Regions from separate parts of the Mus musculus genome. Here regions 1 and 3 are each linked to region 2. Evidence: chromatin contacts called from public Hi-C and HiChIP or PLAC-seq data. All regions are on one chromosome and are shown on one strand. The core of a region is the stretch at or near the end of the contact, and the rest is flanking DNA. Distances in the headings are between cores, read along the strand shown. Region 1 has its middle 120 kb from the start of Gm35201. Region 2 has its middle 25 kb from the start of Gm35426. Region 3 holds the start of Tgfb2 (transforming growth factor, beta 2).

Region 1 (2,700 bases), core at 75-2,574, 210 kb before region 2:
AGAATATAAAACTTGCGGTACGTTCTGGGCTGCACCTATATCAAATAGTATTTCTGTACAGAAGCATGTTGGTCTCTACATTATAGGGAAGTTGATGTCAGTTCTAGCTAGCTTCTGATAGTCAACATGGATTGATACTAAACTTTATCCAAGAAAATTTGAGATTTCAGATTTTTACAGATCACTGAGTTGAAGACTACTGGATTATAAATGTGATTAGAAAACTCGCTGTTATAGAATCCAGGTTTTATGTATCTGCATTGTGCTCCTGGCCCTACTGTCCTAGACAGAAGAAAAATTGAAGAAGAATGTTGCTGTGGAGTCAGAAAGGTTAGCACCAGGCATCCAGCTCAGTTAAGCAGAACTGACCCCCGAAGCCTCTTCTCTTTTTGTAGAACTGTCTTAGTTATTCACAAACTCCCAGTCTAATAAGGAATACAGTTAAGATGTTGTCTTAGGCCTATTCTCTCAAGAGGAACCAGCACTGGTTTGAGTATTGTCTCCCAAATTCCTGGTTTTTCCTCAGTCTTAGTTCATGAACATAGATGGACATAGAGTTTTTAACCCTTTGGGGTTCTCATAAGAACTGGAGAAAATACACAAGGACAGACACACACAAGGAGAAGGACATGTGGAGTCACTTGATGACAGAGGCAGGGGTTGGAGCTGTACTGCTGCTAGCCAAGGAAGAAGGAAGAGTGTTAATAGCATAGTGACAGCTGTAGGGAAAGCAAAGGTCTGGAAGAGAGGCCAGGTGACTTCAGAGTGAGCACGGTTCTACACTCAGCCTCTGATTTATGTTCTCTAGAACTTCAATAGAGGAACTGTCTATCAGAAGCCTCCAGCGGCTTGTGTGTTAGCCTCCCTGCAAAGTGTCTCTTGAACCTGAGCGGCAGCAGTCTTGAGAGTAGAGGTACCCCGTGTTTTGTTTGACAAGAACCTTCTCCATTGCAATGCTTCCTCTATAGTGTGGGTGAATCCCACGCCATTTCTCAGGTGACTTTCGTTAAGCCATAACTAATGATACTGGCTGCTGACTCTTGGTTGTTTTAGTAAAGTCACTCTCTGGTTCCTGGTTTTGGAGCTTATCATGGGATGTGTGCTTTACTTGAAGTAAATAATAAATAACCATAGTCAGGAGAAACGATTTCCTGGCTCATCGACTGCAAAGGAGCTATGTTGCCTGAGAAAAGATGTGATCTCAAAGAACCAGGGTGTTTCTGATTTAACTGATGAAATCATTAACTCTGAGTTTCAGGAGGTGTGGTGCACAGCTCCCCACAGGAGGCAGGGGAGAGGGAATTCCAGGAATGTTTGCAAGGTGGAGAACTTCACTTTTGTGCAAACAAAATTATCAGGGTATTTCCAAGGGCAGCTACCCCATCTTGGTCCAGACTGGGGGAAGAAAAATCAGAAGCTAATGGAGAAACAAGATAAAGTTAGAGTAGTGATAGAGAAGGGAGATACAAAATAAAAGTATTACACAGTTGACGAATATGGGAAATTAAAGGTAATTTAGAGTAAACAGCCAAGGACTTTTCTTTTGAAACCTTAAGACTGTAAGATTTTCATTTTCTTTTTTCATCCTTCCTTCCTCTCTCTCTCTCTCTCTCTCTCTCTCTCTCATCTTATTCAGTATGGAAGGATAGCATGCAGGAGAATTAAAATCTATGACTTGGTTTAGGGAAGAAGGATGGAGAGGAAATGAAAGGAGAGGAAAGAGGAACAGAAGGGATGTAGTTTGGAGGGAAGGGGAGGAGAGGGAGGAAGAGGAGGAATAGGAAGGGGAGGAGGAGAAAGGAGAGAGAAGGAAGGAGACAGGGAGGAAGGAGAAAGAAGGGAGGGCAGGGGAAGGAAGAAGAGAAGGGGAAGGGGGAAGGGGGGAGGGGAGGGGAGGATGAAGAGGGGTAGGAAGAGAGAAAGGGGAGAGGAGGGAACAGAGAGATGTCTTTTATAATATGTCAGAGGAGGGAGACATAAACGAAACAACATTTTTATTTTCAACTACGCTTTCAGGGGAAAGCAAGCAAGAAACATTTCTGCAGGGCCATAGGGCCTGTATCAGCAGGAAACAGAGGTGGTTTGGCAACTGGAAGAATAGAAAGCTAATTATGCATTTAAAGTGCAATAATCTCTGTTTTCATCTTTCAATTAGAGAGAATAGACCTAAATAATATATTTATCACAGAGAGGTAGTATATGGCTGCAGGCAGCTCTAGGAGGTTTGTCCAAATGTAAATTAGATGCCTCTCTTTAGTGGTCACAGCCCTAGGGACACAGGCTCAGATTAACTAGTTCCTGTAGACATACCACAAAGAAGAGACAAGTTGTCCTTGCCTGGTGTATGTGTATGTGTGTGTGTGTGTGTGTGTGTGTGTGTGTGCGCGCTCGCGCTCATGTGTGGTCCCACATCAGGGTGCACAGAAGCTGTTGGAAGGAGACTGTGGGATTAGCACGATAGCCCTAACTGTCCCCACAGTTGGACGTTTTGTGACACAGATGGTGGAGCTCCTGTTTTCCTGAGTCACATTACCTGCTGGGAGCATAAGGACCCAGCAGGCCAAAGCTTTGTACAAAGCAGCAGTGCTCCTCAACCAGCTGCTTTAACTGAGCAATCGTCTGAATCCTGCGTCTCCTATAAAGGTGGAAAGGGTGGCTAACTATTTAACTTCTACTTGGTAAATGAAAACTACTAGCTCA
Region 2 (2,700 bases), core at 74-2,573:
GCTTTCTGTGCCTGGAACAAAATCCCTGAGGTAAGTAACTCAGAAGAAGAAAAGGTATTTTGGACCATTATCTCAAAGGTAAGCCCATGGTCTACTGAGCCACTGACTTGGGGTTTATAAGACAAAGCAGACATTATGGCAGAGCTCTAGGGGGTGGAAGCTAAGATGCTTATGCCATGGTGAGCAGGAAGGAGGGCCAAGTCCCCATGTACCTTTCGAGTGCACATGCCCAACACCCTTCTTCTACAAGGCCATCGAGCTCCTAAAAGTTTCATCTATTCCTGATAGCCCCACAGGGTCACCTGTAGCACACAGCCCTTTAGTAGACACTGTAAAGCCCAACTGCAGTAGGCTGCACAGGAAAAGCACCAGTGAAAATGACATTGTTGACCGAAGCTGAAACCTAGTGGTATATACCACCCTTGGCACACGCAAGCAGATAGTTTGGTTGATTTTTAAAAATGGGAGAAAGTCCCTGGGAGCTCTAGGGGGTCTGGATGGTTCATATGGCTGTTCCTCATATGGGAGTGCAAACCACTTCAACTCCTTCAATTCTTTCTTTAGCTCCTCCATTGGGGACCCTATGCTCAGTCCAATGGATGGCTGAGAGCATCCATCTCTGGCAGAGCCTATCAGGAGATAGCTATATCAGGATCCTGTCAGCAAGCACCCACCAAAGAATACACATAGAGGGACTCATAGCTCCAGCTGCATATGTAGCAAAGGATGGCCTTGTTGGACATCAATGGGAGGAGAGGCCCTTGGTCCTCTGAAGGCTCGATAGATGCCCCAGTGTAGGGAAATGCCAGGACAGACAAGAGGGAGTAGGTGGGTTGGTGAGCAGGAGGAGGAGGGATGGATAGGGGGTTTTCAGAGGGGAAACCGGGAAATGGGATAACATTTGAAATGTAAATAAAGAAAATATCTAATAAAAAATATGTGAAAAATGGGAGAAAGTCGTAAGTATCCTCAGGATGAGTTGATATACACTTAAAACTGGCAAGATGGTTGCTGAAAAGCAACCCGACTTGGAGTTGTTAGAGTCCAGGATGAACTTGGCTTTTGGGAAAGCGGAGCTTTCCAGGCTCAAGTGAGCCCCGTCCATCGGGGCTGGCAGTGGTGAGCACAGGAGAAAGGAGAGACGTGAGCGAGGGTAGAGGAGAACAGGGGTGAGATTTCTCCAGCTGGTGCCAAGACGGGGCTGTTACCAGGTATCTGTCCACAGAAGCCCGGTGCCAAGCAGAGAGAAGGCCTGTCAGAGTCTGGGAACTGAGAAGGAAGGCGGGAGCCTAGAAAGTAGGTCAACACAGTGACTCACTATGGAGGGGCTGAGCAGGAGACCAGCCACAGCATGACCAAAGGTGGAAGACCAGGGAGTCAGAGTGGAAACACGGTGTTGATGGGCTGGCAGGAGAATGTGCTGGAAAATACCCTTCCCTGCCGCAAGCCCTCTGTGCTGCAGTTTCTCTGACAGCCATAGATAGTCCAAGCGGCAGCTAGCCAGGGCAGTTGGATGTTATATGTAAATGTGTCTCTGTGTCTTCTCTCTCTCTCTCTCTCTCCCTCTCTCTCTCTCTCTCTCTCCCTCTCTCTCTCTCTCTCTCCCCATCTCTCTGTCTGTCATGTCTCTGTTTCTGTCTCTCTTACTCTGTCTCTGTCTGCACCTCTCTGTGTGTGTCTCTCTCTCCCTTCTTCTCTTCCTTCCTCTCTTTCTCCCTCCATCACTCTGTCTGTCTGTCTCTCTGTCTGTCTCTGTCTTTCTCTTTCTGTCTCTCTCTCCCCCTTCCTCTCCCTCTCCCTCTCTCCCTCTCCCCAAACCCCACCTCTCTCTCTCTTGCTCTCTTTCTCTCTAGCTTACTGGCTATATGAGTCCCTGTGTGTATGAGTGAGTGTGAGTGTAGGCATGTGTACATATGTGTACATGGGCATGTAAGTTCCAGAAAACAACTTAGACTGTAACTTATCTGCTGCTTTCTACTTGGTGTTCTTAAGACAGGATGTCACACTGGTCTTGACCTCACCCATTAGGCTGGCTGGTCATGGAGCTCTGTCTCCAGCTCTCCAGGACTAGGATTACAATCACAAGTCACAACACCCAGTCTTTTTATATAGGTTCTAGGACATTGAACTCAGTTCTTCTTGCTTGCACAGCAAATACTTTGCTACTGAGCTCTCTCGACAGCCCATGTTGAACGTACTTTATATGAATTCACCAAATGAGATCCATGCCAGATTTACTCGAATTGAACAAAAAGGTACTGAGTTGGTACTCTGTTGGGTGGAGGAGCAACTAAGGCCACAGACAGGAAGAATGTCTGGTTTAGATGTGCCTAGCCATGACACAGCATAGGAGTGAGTCACCAAACATCAAGCTATGGGGAAAACTGCTGTACATAGTTGTATAGGTTGCTTTTTCTCTTCTTTACTTTTTAAAATTTTGTTTAGATATCTTTTTTACTTTCATTGGATATTTTCTTTATCTACATTTCACAAGTTATCCCATTTCCAGGTCTCCTCTCCAGAATCCCCCATCCCATCCCCCTTGCCCTGCCTCTATGAGGGTGCTCCCCCATCTACCCACCCACTCCCACCTTCCCTCCCTTGCATTCCCCTACAGTGGGGCATTGAACACCCTCAGGCCCAAGGACCTCTCCTCTCACTGATGTCCAATAAGGCCATCCTTTGCTACATATGCAGCCA
Region 3 (2,700 bases), core at 174-2,673, 240 kb after region 2:
ATGGAAATCACCTCCGGGGGGACCTCATCCGGCTCCGGATAGTCTTCCGGGGGGCTGGTGAGCTTCAGCTTGCTCAGGATCTGCCCGCGGATGGCCTCGATCCTCTTGCGCATAAACTGATCCATGTCGAGGGTGCTGCAGGTAGACAGACTGAGCGCCACCGGGACCAGATGCAGGAGCAAAAAGGTGCTCAGCACACAGTAGTGCATGTTTTTAAAAGGAAGAAACGTTGATGTTGTTATTTAAAGTAAGAAAAAATATATATAAAAAAGAAACTAGTAATTCTCAGAGCGGTCAGGTAGAGTTGTTTTTAATACGAAACTTTTGCAAAGCAGTCGAAAGTTAATGCCCAATAGAAAAACGTCCCTGGCTGGGATTCCTTTAAAAAAGAAAATGCAACGCGTTCCCAACGTGGAGATATTAATATGCGATGCTGGGGCGGGGTGGGGGGGGAATCTCTCACTTTAAGGAGTAAGAAAGGTTTGTTTTTTTTTTCTCCTGGAAGGGAGAGGGTGAGTGGCTCTGAAGTAGAAATAAACTTAAGAGGAAGAAATGGAGTTCAGTGTGTCAGGCTCGGTGCGGAGTGGCTGATCTGAACTCCGATCCTCCGGCCAAAAGGGACGAGACGAGAAGGTCCGGGGGCTGGCAGGAGGCACGCAGGGCCGCGGGGAGCGCTGAGCGGCGGCCGGGGCTGCGCCGGGCTCTAACTGAGAAGTTCAAAGACCGAGCGGCTCGGCCCTGCCTTCCACACGTGTGTGGATGAGTGTGCGTGTGGATGTGTGCGCGTGTGCGCGCGTGCGTGCGCGCGCGCCGAGGGCGAGCCTGGCGAGCCGCGGGGAGGCAGATGCGCCCCGGAGCGGCTCACTCGGAGACTCGGTGGGATACTGTCCGCCCCGGAGATCCACAGAGGCCGGAGCAGGCGGCGAGGATCCCGCTCCTGCCGGCCGCGCTGTGGCCTACACCCGGCTGGGTCGCTCCACGTTGCAGCCGCCGCTGCTGCCTGCAAAGAGGGCCAGCCTCCAGCTCGGTCCTTCAGATCCTCCTTTTCTTGCTCCAGGCGGCCAAGGGCGACAGCGATCGGCCACCTCCTTAACCCCTGTGGAACAACACCGCCTCCTGGGCGCGTTGGCTGCGGGCTGCCCCGGGACTCGCACCCTTCCCTAGCTTCTCCTAGCTTCCACCAAGGTTGCACTTTCTCGCTTAGGGTAAGTAGGTACTTGCGACCCTAAAATAGACCTCTGCCGATCCTTCTCTCCGCAGATGGGTTGCTCCAGAATGGCTCTTTAAACCCTAATACTTCTCTCCATCCCTGACGCCTGCCCCAGAGCTCAGCTCTCAGCGCCTTCTCTCTTTCTCTCCCACTCGCTCTCCTGCCGGCAGTTTCAGCAGCTCTGCTCCGAGCAAACCTGCTGCCAGCAGATAACATCACGATTCTGCCCGGAGCAGAGTTTTATATGTGCTCCCCAAACCACGTGTTTGCCTTCAACAAAGTGACGCGCTAGGATTACAGTCAGAAGTCCTCTGTTACTAAGACCACGAGCTCTGGACCATTGGAGGGGGTGTGGAAAAGGGGGACGGCCAGTAAGGGAGGGCGACTGGCATGAGGAATTTGCAGTAGTCACTGTCTGTGATCACCAAGGGTCTGTGTGTGGAGGGGCAGGCAGCTAAGCATCCCGTTTCTACATGGTGGGGATCACTCATTCGCAGCTTCCCTGAGTCCCTCCTGTGTTGAGTGCGTGCCCATGCATGTACAGGCGTGTACACACACACACACACACACACACACACACACACACACACACACACACACACACACACACTGTGCTCCATGGAGCTCCAGCCCAGCCCTGAAGACATGCCTTCCAATCTGAGACTGCTGACCTAACTCTTGAGTTCTCCGGGATTCCACAGGTTGTTTTTCATTAGCCTGTTTACAATCCAGCCCTGTTTGCCTGTGAACCAGCAGAATACAGAAGTGTCCCTTTCACCCAATGCATGCTCTGTATCACTGCTTTGAATAAAGGAACTGTTGCCTTCTTTATGTGAGCCCCTGCTCATGTGGCTTTCTCCTCAGCCTTCCTAGACAAGGATGACCCACCATCTTCTGCCTGTCGCAGCATTATCTAAGACACCTGGGTTTTAAATGTTTGCTGTCTCCTGTCACACAGTATCATAACTTGACATTTTCTACTTCAACTTGCTCAAACTGGTTGGATAACAGAATCTTTCTTCCCACTGGTCTTTCCCCTTTAGTCAAAGTCAACATTTCAATCTTAGTGATGACTCTGTGGCCACGATGACTACACAGGTTGTTAAAGCTGGAAACTGTTGAGAATTCCCCCAGGTTAAGACCTCAGTATCATTTTCCTAGTTCAAAAGGATCAAACCTTTAGGGATGCATACATGTGTATGTGTGTGTGTGTGTGGGGGGGGTTATATTCTTACTAGAGGGAGCTGTAATGATATGTAATGATATAGCTGGCATACATTATATACAGCAATGAACATTATTATTTGTATTTCACAGACAGGGAGACTGAGGCCATAGGAAGTGAGGTCTGTTGTTGCAGAAAACAGGAAGGGGTGGGTCTGGGTTTTGCAGAGAGAGCCCGCCCACCTCCTGGGTTCTTTCCCACCATGTACTTGGAAGAAGTATAAGGTCCCAGAACATGTGACAAGCAGGGATCCGGGGGTTCCGTA

The links. Hi-C and Micro-C count contacts between places; a contact is called where the count stands out from the background. HiChIP or PLAC-seq counts read pairs in DNA pulled down with a chosen protein or histone mark.
Region 1: a FOXA1 HiChIP or PLAC-seq map of pancreatic cancer cells shows a contact between it and region 2. The contact joins two enhancer-like sites. A contact is called at or near these places in 1 of 15 datasets of contacts at CTCF or cohesin (the NIH/3T3 cell line), 2 of 484 Hi-C or Micro-C datasets (muscle stem cells and peritoneal macrophages) and 3 of 115 datasets of contacts at active chromatin or transcription factors (cardiomyocytes, embryonic stem cells and pancreatic cancer cells).
Region 3: a contact with region 2 is called in a Hi-C map of pancreatic cancer cells, with 2.5 times the contacts expected there. The contact joins the promoter of Tgfb2 here to the enhancer-like site in region 2. A contact is called at or near these places in 27 of 39 promoter capture datasets (the 3T3-L1 cell line, 3T3-L1-derived adipocytes, the C10 cell line and 15 more), 5 of 15 datasets of contacts at CTCF or cohesin (the NIH/3T3 cell line, embryonic stem cells and pro-B cells), 146 of 484 Hi-C or Micro-C datasets (the 3T3-L1 cell line, 3T3-L1-derived adipocytes, the 4T1 cell line and 66 more), 34 of 115 datasets of contacts at active chromatin or transcription factors (the NIH/3T3 cell line, acute myeloid leukemia, bone marrow-derived dendritic cells and 18 more) and 3 of 9 other capture datasets (adipose tissue, embryonic stem cells and pancreatic islet).

The regions. Positions count from the first base shown.
Region 1 is chr1:186,253,392-186,256,091 of GRCm38.p6, forward strand. No RefSeq gene overlaps it. Among named protein-coding and RNA genes, the nearest start is that of Gm35201, 120 kb to the left of the region's middle. Within about 2 kb of position 1,325, at least 29 of the 459 cell types and tissues checked have an H3K27ac peak or open chromatin away from gene starts, as enhancers often do. A contact at or near this core is called in pancreatic cancer cells, where this site is marked.
Region 2 is chr1:186,459,673-186,462,372 of GRCm38.p6, forward strand. No RefSeq gene overlaps it. Among named protein-coding and RNA genes, the nearest start is that of Gm35426, 25 kb to the right of the region's middle. Within about 2 kb of position 1,324, at least 48 of the 459 cell types and tissues checked have an H3K27ac peak or open chromatin away from gene starts, as enhancers often do. A contact at or near this core is called in the BV-2 cell line, the C2C12 cell line, the HL-1 cell line and 4 more, where this site is marked.
Region 3 is chr1:186,704,566-186,707,265 of GRCm38.p6, forward strand. It overlaps Tgfb2 (transforming growth factor, beta 2), which reads right to left and starts at 1,424. Exons shown (of 7, transcript NM_009367.4): 1 at 1-1,424. The coding sequence starts at 209.